Linked DNA regions of Arachis hypogaea: region 2 is linked to region 1. Evidence: chromatin contacts called from public Hi-C data. All regions are on one chromosome and are shown on one strand. The core of a region is the stretch at or near the end of the contact, and the rest is flanking DNA. Distances in the headings are between cores, read along the strand shown.

The links. Hi-C and Micro-C count contacts between places; a contact is called where the count stands out from the background.
Region 2: a contact with region 1 is called in a Hi-C map of an unstated tissue, with 2.2 times the contacts expected there. The contact joins two enhancer-like sites. A contact is called at or near these places in 2 of 8 Hi-C or Micro-C datasets (leaf and an unstated tissue).

Annotation. Positions count from the first base shown.
Region 1 is chr12:9,620,310-9,625,723 of arahy.Tifrunner.gnm2.J5K5, forward strand. No RefSeq gene overlaps it. Among protein-coding and RNA genes, the nearest start is that of LOC112726746, 13 kb to the left of the region's middle. Within about 2 kb of position 3,387, at least 2 of the 3 cell types and tissues checked have open chromatin away from gene starts, as enhancers often do.
Region 2 is chr12:9,686,644-9,692,057 of arahy.Tifrunner.gnm2.J5K5, forward strand. No RefSeq gene overlaps it. Among protein-coding and RNA genes, the nearest start is that of LOC112726747, 6.2 kb to the right of the region's middle. Within about 2 kb of position 2,683, at least 2 of the 3 cell types and tissues checked have open chromatin away from gene starts, as enhancers often do.

The sequences.
Region 1 (5,414 bases), core at 2,137-4,636:
AATAGTTCAAAAAGAACCATATACGTTAAAATAAGTCTCAATTATATGATGGACTTAATTATCCCAAAACGTGTGTTCAACTCTTGGCTTGGGAAATTTCCCGTTGAGTGTGACTAACGGTGCATCATTTGTTTAATTTTAGTTCTTTTTTAAAATAAAATATCTAAATTAATCTTTTTTAAATATATTTGTATAAATTTTATAAAACAATTTGATGATGATAAAAAAAATCAATTTTTATTTTCTTTCTAAGATTAAATAAAACAAATTATAAAGCCAGAGACCTTAATTGTGATTGGTTAAAATAAACTTTTCACACATGAAATATATATATAAGGATAAATGGATAATGTTAATTTGAAGGGAAGAGAGTATAAATATTAAATACAAGAAGTTAATCTTCTTCTTCTTTTTGTTTTCCCCCTACAAAAACACATTTTTTTAATTCAGATATAGAAAGAGAAGTGGTGTAGAACGCAGTTATGGAGTGTGTGGGTATTTTACGCAGTTATGGAGTGTATGGGTATTTTACGCAGTTTAGAGCAAATCGAACCCTCCAGTTTGTGTTTAAAAAATTAAAAAATTTTGCAATACACAAATCGAACCATCCGATTTGTGTTTTAGACAATTAAAAAAATTTTAATATTAAAATTGGACTATCCAATTTTTATTTTCAAAATAAAAAAATTAAAAATACAATCTTCCACACAAATCGGACCATACGATTTATGTTCTTAATTTTTTTAATAAAAAAATCGGACCATTTTTTTCACTTCATAATTAAGAAAAAATTATCCATACAGAATTTACATATCCAAAAAATTGAGCCACAGAAACATTAGTTGTTTTGAAGTTATTACATGAGAATTGAGAAATTAATATTGTCCCAAAAGAAAAGAGTTTCCTCCGGACACACGCCATGATAGCGGGGGACACACAAACAACCACAACTTAAGTTTCCGACAAGACATTGCATGCATGCCAAAAACAATAAATATTCAAAGATGTTAAAAAAAATAAATAAGTGAGAGGAAGTATTATTATTTTATTAGTCTATGTGACACATAGATGATAGATGATACAGAGTTTTACATTCTTTGATATTTGGTACCAAGGGATGTATATGGTTTCGTAAGAGAAGCTCATCAAGTGTTTGATGATGGGATTGGGATCAATGGCCTGTTGTTTCTGTTTATCTTTCGTACAAAGTAAAGAGAAGTGCCATAGAGCATAGCTTAGCTTGGATCGCTTTCTTTGTTTTGGACACCTTCCCATGAACCTTCCAAGAAAACTATGGTGGCCCACTGGCCCACACCCCACTTTCATTTCCTCTCTCTGCCCTTACTCTTTCCTACTATTTATTATTAATCTAACTAAGTATTATATATTTATATACGAAGTGCTAGGGGCACAGTAATTTTTGTGATTTGTACTATTAAATAGTCATCAATGATAATTTTAATAGTGTAAAATTGGTATGAAATTTGATCTAATGGCTCACTTTTCTTTGCTAACTACATACTGATCAAAATTTAATAAAATTACTGCCCTCTAGACTTTTCTTATATTTATTATTTAATTTATTTTTAATATTTGTCCATACTTGCGAAATATAAGTCTAGCCCACATTCTTTCCTGTAGACAAGTTATGTTTGAAAGAAGGTTTCGGGTTAGCAGATTTTATGATTTGTAATTATTAATTAGTTATTATTTTAATGGTATAAAATTGACAAAATTTTAATAAAAGTACTGATTCGCTAGACTTTCTCATATTTAAAATTAGACCACGTAAAGTTGGTCTAATAGTGCTCCATTCAATCTATGCAGCCTAATCCTTATGAATTGGATCGATTTTAAATATGGATCATTGAATTTTGTATCCTTTACTATTACAGTTATCACTCTTCAAGTAATAACTAATTTGAATATGGAATAATTTTTTATTTTGTAAGAAAATAATTACTCATAATTTTCAAAAGTCTTTTTTTAAAAAATGACTAAATTTTATATTACTACTTTATAAATATCCAAATACTTAGGTATTTTTTTGAATTCCAATCTCACAAAAAATTTTTTAAATTCTTATTAACTTAGATATCAAAATCCTTTATAAGTATCTTTTATCATTGTCCAAACAAGGATGTTGGATAAACTACGGTATCGACAAACAAGTCAAAATCTTCACTCAAAAAATTTAGACTTTAATCAACATTAATTTCAGATAACATCTTAAAACAATATTTATTTTATATTTAAATATATATTAAATAATTTATTTAGTAATTAATTTTTTATTTACAAATCACATAATTACTATTAATTATTTACTTTACTAATTACTACCTTCAGTTATGGATAACAAATCACACAAAGCTATTATTAGAAGAAAGTGCGAATATTGAGTCTATATATTATAATATGATAAAATAAATTTAAAAAACTTAGTATGATAAATTAAAGGGTAAAATATATTTTTTGTCCCTGAAGTTTGACAAAAATTTCAAAAATATCCTTAAGTTTTATTTTGTTTCAATTTTGTTCTAGAAGTTTTCGATTTGCATCAAATATACCCTTAGCGGCTAATTTTTCAAAAAATTTAAGACCAATTCAACAATAATTTCATAAGAACAACCCTCAACACAAGCAAATTAAGCATCATTTTCATGCATTATTGTTAGATTGGTCTTAAATTTTTTGAAAATTTAGCCGTCGGGGGTATATTTGATGCAAATCGAAAACTTTTGGGACAAAATTGAAACAAAATAAAACTTAAGAATATTTTTGAAATTTTTGCCAAACTTCAGGAATAAAAAATATACTTTACCCTAAATTAAAAAAACTTACTATTATACTAATATTATCTATAAGATTATGAAATTCTCATGAAAAGACAATTTACACATATCCTTTTAAGATCGAGAAATAATTAATGTTGTATTGCTTTTTATTTTTTTATGATATAAAAGATAAATATTTTACAATATATATATATATATATATATATACAAAAAGAATATATAAAAAAGAATACATCTTTAGATCGATCCCAACTACCTAAATTCCTCCCAAATTGTATATATCATGTATTATTTTTTGCTTGCATTATTTTATATATATGTAGTCACTTCAATTCACTAGCTAATCGAACCGGCTCCTAATACCAACAACAAAAACGTGACATTCTATTTAGATATCAACATCAACCCAATGCACCATGCACATGCTAGTTTCTGCTTCAGGCTTTGTGTCGTGACAAAAGTTTAAAACGCCAATAATCAAACTCGACAACAAATTAAAATTCTTTATTGCTCCTTTCAGTTAGATGGATTTTGCCTCCGATGCTTCGTACAACATGGGTTCGTATTAATTTATTCATTTAAACAACCAACTTATTAGGATTATTATTATTTTTTTTTTTTTTACGACGGTACCTACTAAGCTAGTTGTTGTGGAGTCTATTTACCCTATCAAAATTTCTTTATTTTCTTTAAATATAATCAAACAAAATCTTTGACATTTCCTTCACAAACCGCCTGTTCTCCTCCTTCTTTAGGTAGCGTTTGGTAGAAAGAGACGAAAAGACTGAGACTGAGAGACAGAGACTAAGAGACAGGAATTGAAATAAATCTCAGTGTTCTGTTTGATGCAAAATGGGACACAGGAATTGAAAGAAGAATGAAATTCTAATTTAATTTGCACAAAGGGTAAAATTGGAATTAATTAATTAAAATGAAAGTATTTTAGGTATAAAATGTTTTTAAAGTTTCAGTCTCCATCTCTAAAAATTTTAGTCCCCTGTGTCCCTTCTTTTTGGAGGTACTGAAATACTGAAATTTTAGAGATAGAGACAGAAATTTTAGTACCAGTCTCTGAATTAACAAACACAATACTGAGTCTTAGTCTCTCAATCTCTATCTCAATACCTCAAAACAAACGCTACCTTATCTCCTTTTTTTTTTATGTTTATGATAAATTTTCTCTCAGCTCTATACATATAGAGAGAAAAAAAATTTAACTAAAGGGTGACTTTTTTTTTCCGGTCAATATAAATTCATTAATTTTTTAAAATTATTTTTTAACTGTAAATATCAAATTCTAAATTTTAAATTAAAAATTCTAATCATAAATTTTAAATATAATCCTAAATTATCTAAAAAAATATAATAAAAATTAATTAATATTGACGAATTAAAATTTTATTTCTTATACTTATTTCAAAAAAAAAATTACAGATCAATTTTTTACCAGCAATCTGTCTAGAAATATATTATTCATTTTTTCAATAAAGTAAGAAGAAAATTGAATTGACAATAGACTAATGAATCTAGAATAGAAAGCACATGAAGACTGACTTTGTTGTGCTTAATCAGAGGCCATTATTGAGTAAGAAATGAATAAGGTATAACTGTGCACAGAAAGCTACCATCAAGCTGGTGGCGTTATCTTCAAACTGATCACATCAACAACAAACAAACAAACAAACAAACCCTTCCCTTTGAATTTATCTCATCACCTCTGTCTTTTAGAGGGCGATTTTCAACCCATACCTGCGGCACCTTGTAAAACTATTTATTAGAATGTTATATTTTTTAAACGATAAATGCTAGAAGGTTATAAGAATTTATTATTTTTTTTATTAGTTAGTGATTAATATTTAAAAATATAGGATAAAATATGTTGTTAGATTATTAAACTAAAAAATTAGACTAACCAAATTGGGTTGGTCTAGTAGTTAACTCACTAGTCTGTTTAAGTAAGTGTCGGAGGTTTAAATCTCGCCTTGTACATACAACAATCTATTAGCTAACAACAAACTCTTAAATGGAGTTCATCAATATCGTGACAGATTAATACAAAAAAAAAAAGGAATTAGACTAAAAAAATTAAATTAATAACTAAATAATAGCAAAAAATAATAAATTTTAATGTGCTAGTATTTCTGTATTTAAATTATTTATTCCAATGCCATTTTTTTTTGACATCCTAACATTATTTATTACTTTTTTTTATACTTAATAAACAAACAAAAAAATTAATTAAACGTGTTGGAGGCATCAACGTGGAGATAAACCTTTTTGTTTTATTTTCTTTTTGGATAAAAATCCTTTTAAATTTTGAGCAAATTAAAGGAAGCAGGGGAGCAAAGAAGAAGATGATGCTAATGAGATTAGGGTTTCATTTTATAGATGATATGACCGAATTGAATATTTTTTGAGATTAAATTGAGACCAATATTTTTTGGGTTCATGTCATCTAGTCAATGGTATGCCATTGCCATATTTGCATTAATTGTACATTAGCATGATATTGATGTCATGAAATATTTTTTTTTAATTATAAAATTCGTTTTAGACTTATAAATTATAGAATTTTTAACACAATGTCATAAAAGTTATTTAAAAAAAAAACTAAAC
Region 2 (5,414 bases), core at 1,433-3,932, 66 kb after region 1:
TTCTAAAATAATCTTATTTTTCTATTAAATGAGATAAAAATAACTCGAATAACTAAAAATATAAAGGATAAATATATGTAAAAGACATTCTAAGCTCAAGTTAATATAAGTGAATTCCATAATAATTATTTTGTCTAGTCGGCCATTGATAAGAATTAAACTATAATAAAGTGATTTGATCATTAAATTCAAAACTAACTTATAACGTTGCATACATTATACAACCATTTGTAATCCGAGTTTAATTATCGGTAAAAAATCTTAGTCAAATTAATTATAATGGACGAATCAATAATAATTCTACAGTATTTTTTTTTTAAAATATTCTACAATTTATCTTAAAATACAAAAATAAATATTCGAATAATTTTTTATAATCTATTATATAAAATAAGAAGAATAAAGCTCTACATTCAAATAAAATACTTAATCAAATCTAACCAAGTTGTTATAACCGCTTTTTAAATTACGTACATTTTTCTTCTCCTTCTCCTTCTTCTCCTTCTCCTTCGCCTTACTAACATTTCAGTTGCTATTTTTTTTCCTTTTTTTTTCTCTTTTTTCTCTTTCGTTATCGTCATCACCACCACCGTCACTATCTTCTCCTCCTCTTCCCTTTTTTCGTTTGATTTCTTCTTTTCATTCATTTTTCTCCTCCTCTTTCTCCATTATCATCATCATCATTATCAGTATATCGTCATCTTTTTTATTGTTATCGTCGTTATTATTATCATTATCATTGGATTTTTGTGATATTAATGACATTGTCTGATTCAAAATTAATTTGGATGTTTCTGTTCATTGTTTAGTCTTGTTTGTGTCCTTGTTTTTTAACTGAGTTTGCGTGTCGCAATCATTAAGTAATTTCGGTGTAAAAATTAAGAAATTTATGTATATTTGTTAAAAAATTTCGGTGTATTTTTATTCTAATAAATTCTGCATAATTCATAACTCAGCATAACGATGAGGGGTCCAACCCTTCATTCTTCAAGGTGAGGGAGAATATTATCTACAATCTGACTAAAAAGCACACAATTTATCCAATTATTCTTACACATTAACTTGCTAATGAGATGTCGCAGTACTAAAGTGTGAATCATTTCATAACTACTTGCGTTAGGCCATAATAAATTACTCTAGGTCTTACAAATGCTTTTTTTTCTTTTTTATCATCATCATTATCTTTTTTTTTATTCATCTTTTTCTTCTTATTTTACCTTCTCAAGTTTTTTCTTGTTTTACTCTCTTAATAAGAATAAAACCAATGAACCTACATTCATTCAACTAAAAGAAAGAAAGAAATAAAAAAAAAAAAAGAAAAAATGCAGCATTAATGAAGATATTTTTGTACTTTTGTAGTAAAATTTTGGTGTAAAAATATAGAAATTTATGTGTATTTGTTAAGAAATTTCTGTGTATTTTTATTCTGATAAATTCTGCATAATTCAAAACTCTTCCTCTTACTCTTCTTCATATTCTGCTGATGCTTCTTCTTCATCATCTTCTTATTATTTCATTTTTTATAATTCTTCTTGTTTCACTCTTTTAAAAAGAATAAAAAAAATCAATGTTACAAAAATTACTAGGAATAAAAGGAAAAAAAATGCAGCAACAAAAGTAGCAATAAAAGAATGATGATAGAAAAAAAAAACACGCGAAGAGTAAGGAAGAATGTAAAAAAGAAGAGGAAAGACCTGAAGAAGAAGAAAGAATGCGAAGTCAAAGAAGAATATGTTTGCGTTAGTGAAGTGCATGTAAATACACGCTACGTGCTACGTGTAATAAAAGTGATTTTTGTAGAATCTAGACTAATTTTGTTAGACTTGATTATCAAAAAAGTTTAAATATATAACAAGACTAAAATAAAAATATAAAAAGAAAATTTTTTTAATATTGAGTTTAGAGAGGTGTAATCCCCTAAAATAACCCATTATGTGTGTTGTACTAAATGGTGGGACGTCGTAATTTTAATTTTTTAAATTTGTTAAAATAACAAAATGACGATGCGTTTTCTATTTTAATAATTTAAAAAATATATAAAAACAAAATGACACCGTCTTTTGTATTTTAATAATTTTAAAAAAATTTAAAATATTTTTTAGATAACGTTTTGTGTCTTCTAAAAAGTTTTTAAAAAAATTCTATAGCAGAATAAAATTTACCGGAAACCAAATAATCTGATGTAACATATATTTTTGACCAATATTAAAAAAAATCAACCTATAAGAGATAGTTTAAATTTTATTTTTTAAAATATCTTTCATCAAATATAATTTATAAAAAAATATTTTGTTAATTTAAAAAATTAGATATGTGATCTCTTGATTTTAGGTAATATATTTTTTCTTAATTAATCTTAAGTAATTAATTATTATTCACATTTAAATTATAAACAACGATTATAATATATACGTTAATACCTATCAATATATATTTGTTCTTAATAAAAAATTAACAAGGGCTTAATTAATTGTTTTCTAATATACAAATTACGAACCCACTCACAAATTTGTGTAAACATTGAAAACTAATTAAAAATTTTAATAAAACTATGAAAAACCAGAATACTTAAGTCTTATTATAGTTATAATTAGTTACTGACTTACTTCACATATTATTGCAGTGACAGTAATCTCTAGCAGTAGGGATAGCACTGCTAGCACCTAAAAGATGGTGTGCCGCAGATCAGAGATGAGTAGAAAATAGAAACACTATTGTTGGGTAAGAGCCACACACCTGTCACGTGTCACATCAAGAGTGGGTTCCACCCTCATAAGTGCAAATGGAGCAAAGATAAACTCGAATATCAACTCAGAACATGGCTCTTGTAAGTTGTAAGTAGTCTTCCTTCACAACAACACAAGGACAAATTAGAATCATGTTTTTCTTTATCTAATCATTTGATTGAATTGATTTTGTTATAGTAAATCAACATATATAGGAAAAATTTTAAACGTACAGAGGAATATGTTGAAATTATTTTAATCGTTGATTTTAATTAATATATATAATATATATATATTTTTTATAATTTAAATTCACGGTTAAAATAATGATCGACATATTTAAAAGTCTTCCTAAATTATATAATCGATTATTAATTATAAGTTTATAACTCGATTTGATTGCTCATGATTAGTTATCATTCGATTTTAATTTTATGTTTATTTTTAATTTATAATTACTTATTATTGTCTTTTAACGATCAAATGATTATAATATTAACGTATGTCATCTATCAATTTAATGTCTATATAAGACATTTTTTATTTCTCAACAAAGAGAATGTTCATCAAAATTTTCAAATTACATCTTATATTTTATATTTTTTATATTTTTATTTTTAACATTCTATATCTATAAAATTATTATTTCTTTTTAAATATTTAGTGAATTGAATATTGAAGTATCTTTGGTAAATGCGTCCCTACTTATTTCTAATTTGATTCTAATCATTATAACCATTAAAAATTTCTCGAAGAAAAACTTTTCAATCAAATTATAACTTGAAGTCGCCACTTCATTCAAATTGTGTGCTTTGTGAAAAAATTGCGGACAATAAATCATATCATCGACTATACGTTAGAAAAATATTACCAACACCAGAATAAAACCCAAATTATATATATATTGTAAAATTGTTTACCTAGTCAAGCTGCAATTACTGCTGCATCCATGGTTGAGTAAATTTTGGTGTTTGGTTCCTTTATAGCAGCATTGAGCCACACATGAAGAAATGTCTTACCGTGATGAATAATGATCATCAGTTAAAGCTAATAATATAAATTAATGAAACGGATAAAGTGTAATTATCTTATGTATATGTAGTCGATCCTTGTTTTAATGAGTTATAGTTCAAATGACATAATCTTCTCATATTCATCTAAAAAGTTGCAGGTTCGAATCTTCCTATTTTTAATAAAAAAAAAATAGTACACTACAAAAAAAATATATTTTTACACGAAAAATGTTAGAAATCTAGAGCTATCAAAAAATAATAAACTGATAATTCTCTAGCATTTTTCTTTGTACATTCATATACATCTAACAAAAAATAATTGAAAACTGAAATAGAAAATTGAAAACTTATTCAATGTCAAAGTTAGATGTTGTTAATGTGAGTATTATATAGCATTGCTAGTTAGCTGATGCATTCAATTCGTACAAATATAACTGAATCCATCCTGCCAGGCACATTGGTACATATATACGCTTTAAACTAAATTTGATTTAGAAGTTATAGTTGGCGTTACCGTTAACGTTACCACGGTACTAATTAATAGGGGGTGGGAAAATTGAGAGACATGGGTGGATTTGGTTTCTTTTAATGAGACATACATGCATTCACTCCCTCATTCAAGACTCATCAACACTTATTGTGGGGGGACCATTATTTTTGTTTGACTATTTCCCCCTATTATTATACTATACTTGCATGCATTGGATTATATTATATAGACAAAAAGGAATCTGACTACCTATAATATACGTACTAGTCATGTTACTCATGTACTCACATGTATACGATTTTATTTAGACTACATCACACACACGCACATATAATATGTATATTGAAGAACCATACGATTAAACAAAAAAAAAAATAGAACATTAAAAGAGTAAAAAGACGAAATTAGACTTAAGTTGCAGGAAATAAGCTAAGTTTCATCATTATCTTAGCTGTCCACATGAAATGCATTCCTCAGCTCTGAGACGAGTGGTGGATTATTCTCGTACATTTTTATGTGAAGATAATTTCATAAACTTTGATTTGTTTCCTGACATTATATATATACGGAATAAAGGTTAAATATCAATAATATTAAGAAGACAAAAAAAATAGTCAGAATTTGTCTTATTAATATTCATTAATTGTTGCTAGCATTAATAAATGTCAAAATAAAATAAATTTTACCTGTTTTTGATTAATATTTTTTGTTATGAAATATTTTCGAACGAATATATATGACACATAAAGCAAAAGAAAGCTCAGTAAGACGTCTCATCAATGCAAACTAGTCACACATGCAATATAATGCAATTCATATGTATATAGTATAGGAAGAGTTTTAAGTATATCAAAAACACCGGTATTCTAGTTGTTTTAACCGTCGATCTAAATTATAAAAAATATATATAATATATATTAATTGAAATCAACGATTAATACAGCTGGAATACCGATGTTCTCCGGTACACTTTAAATTTTTCCTATAGTTAGTATATATGGAGTATGGAGTAAGGAGCACACATTCATCATCATCAATTCATGGTAAGCTCAGAATTGAAGTAGTAGTTTTTCCTGCAAACATGTGATGGCATGGTAGTGCTGCCTGTCACAGTTGTTGTACACACATATACATACATATGTAACACATTGCTTAAATACGAACCTAATAAGGTTAATCAGTAAT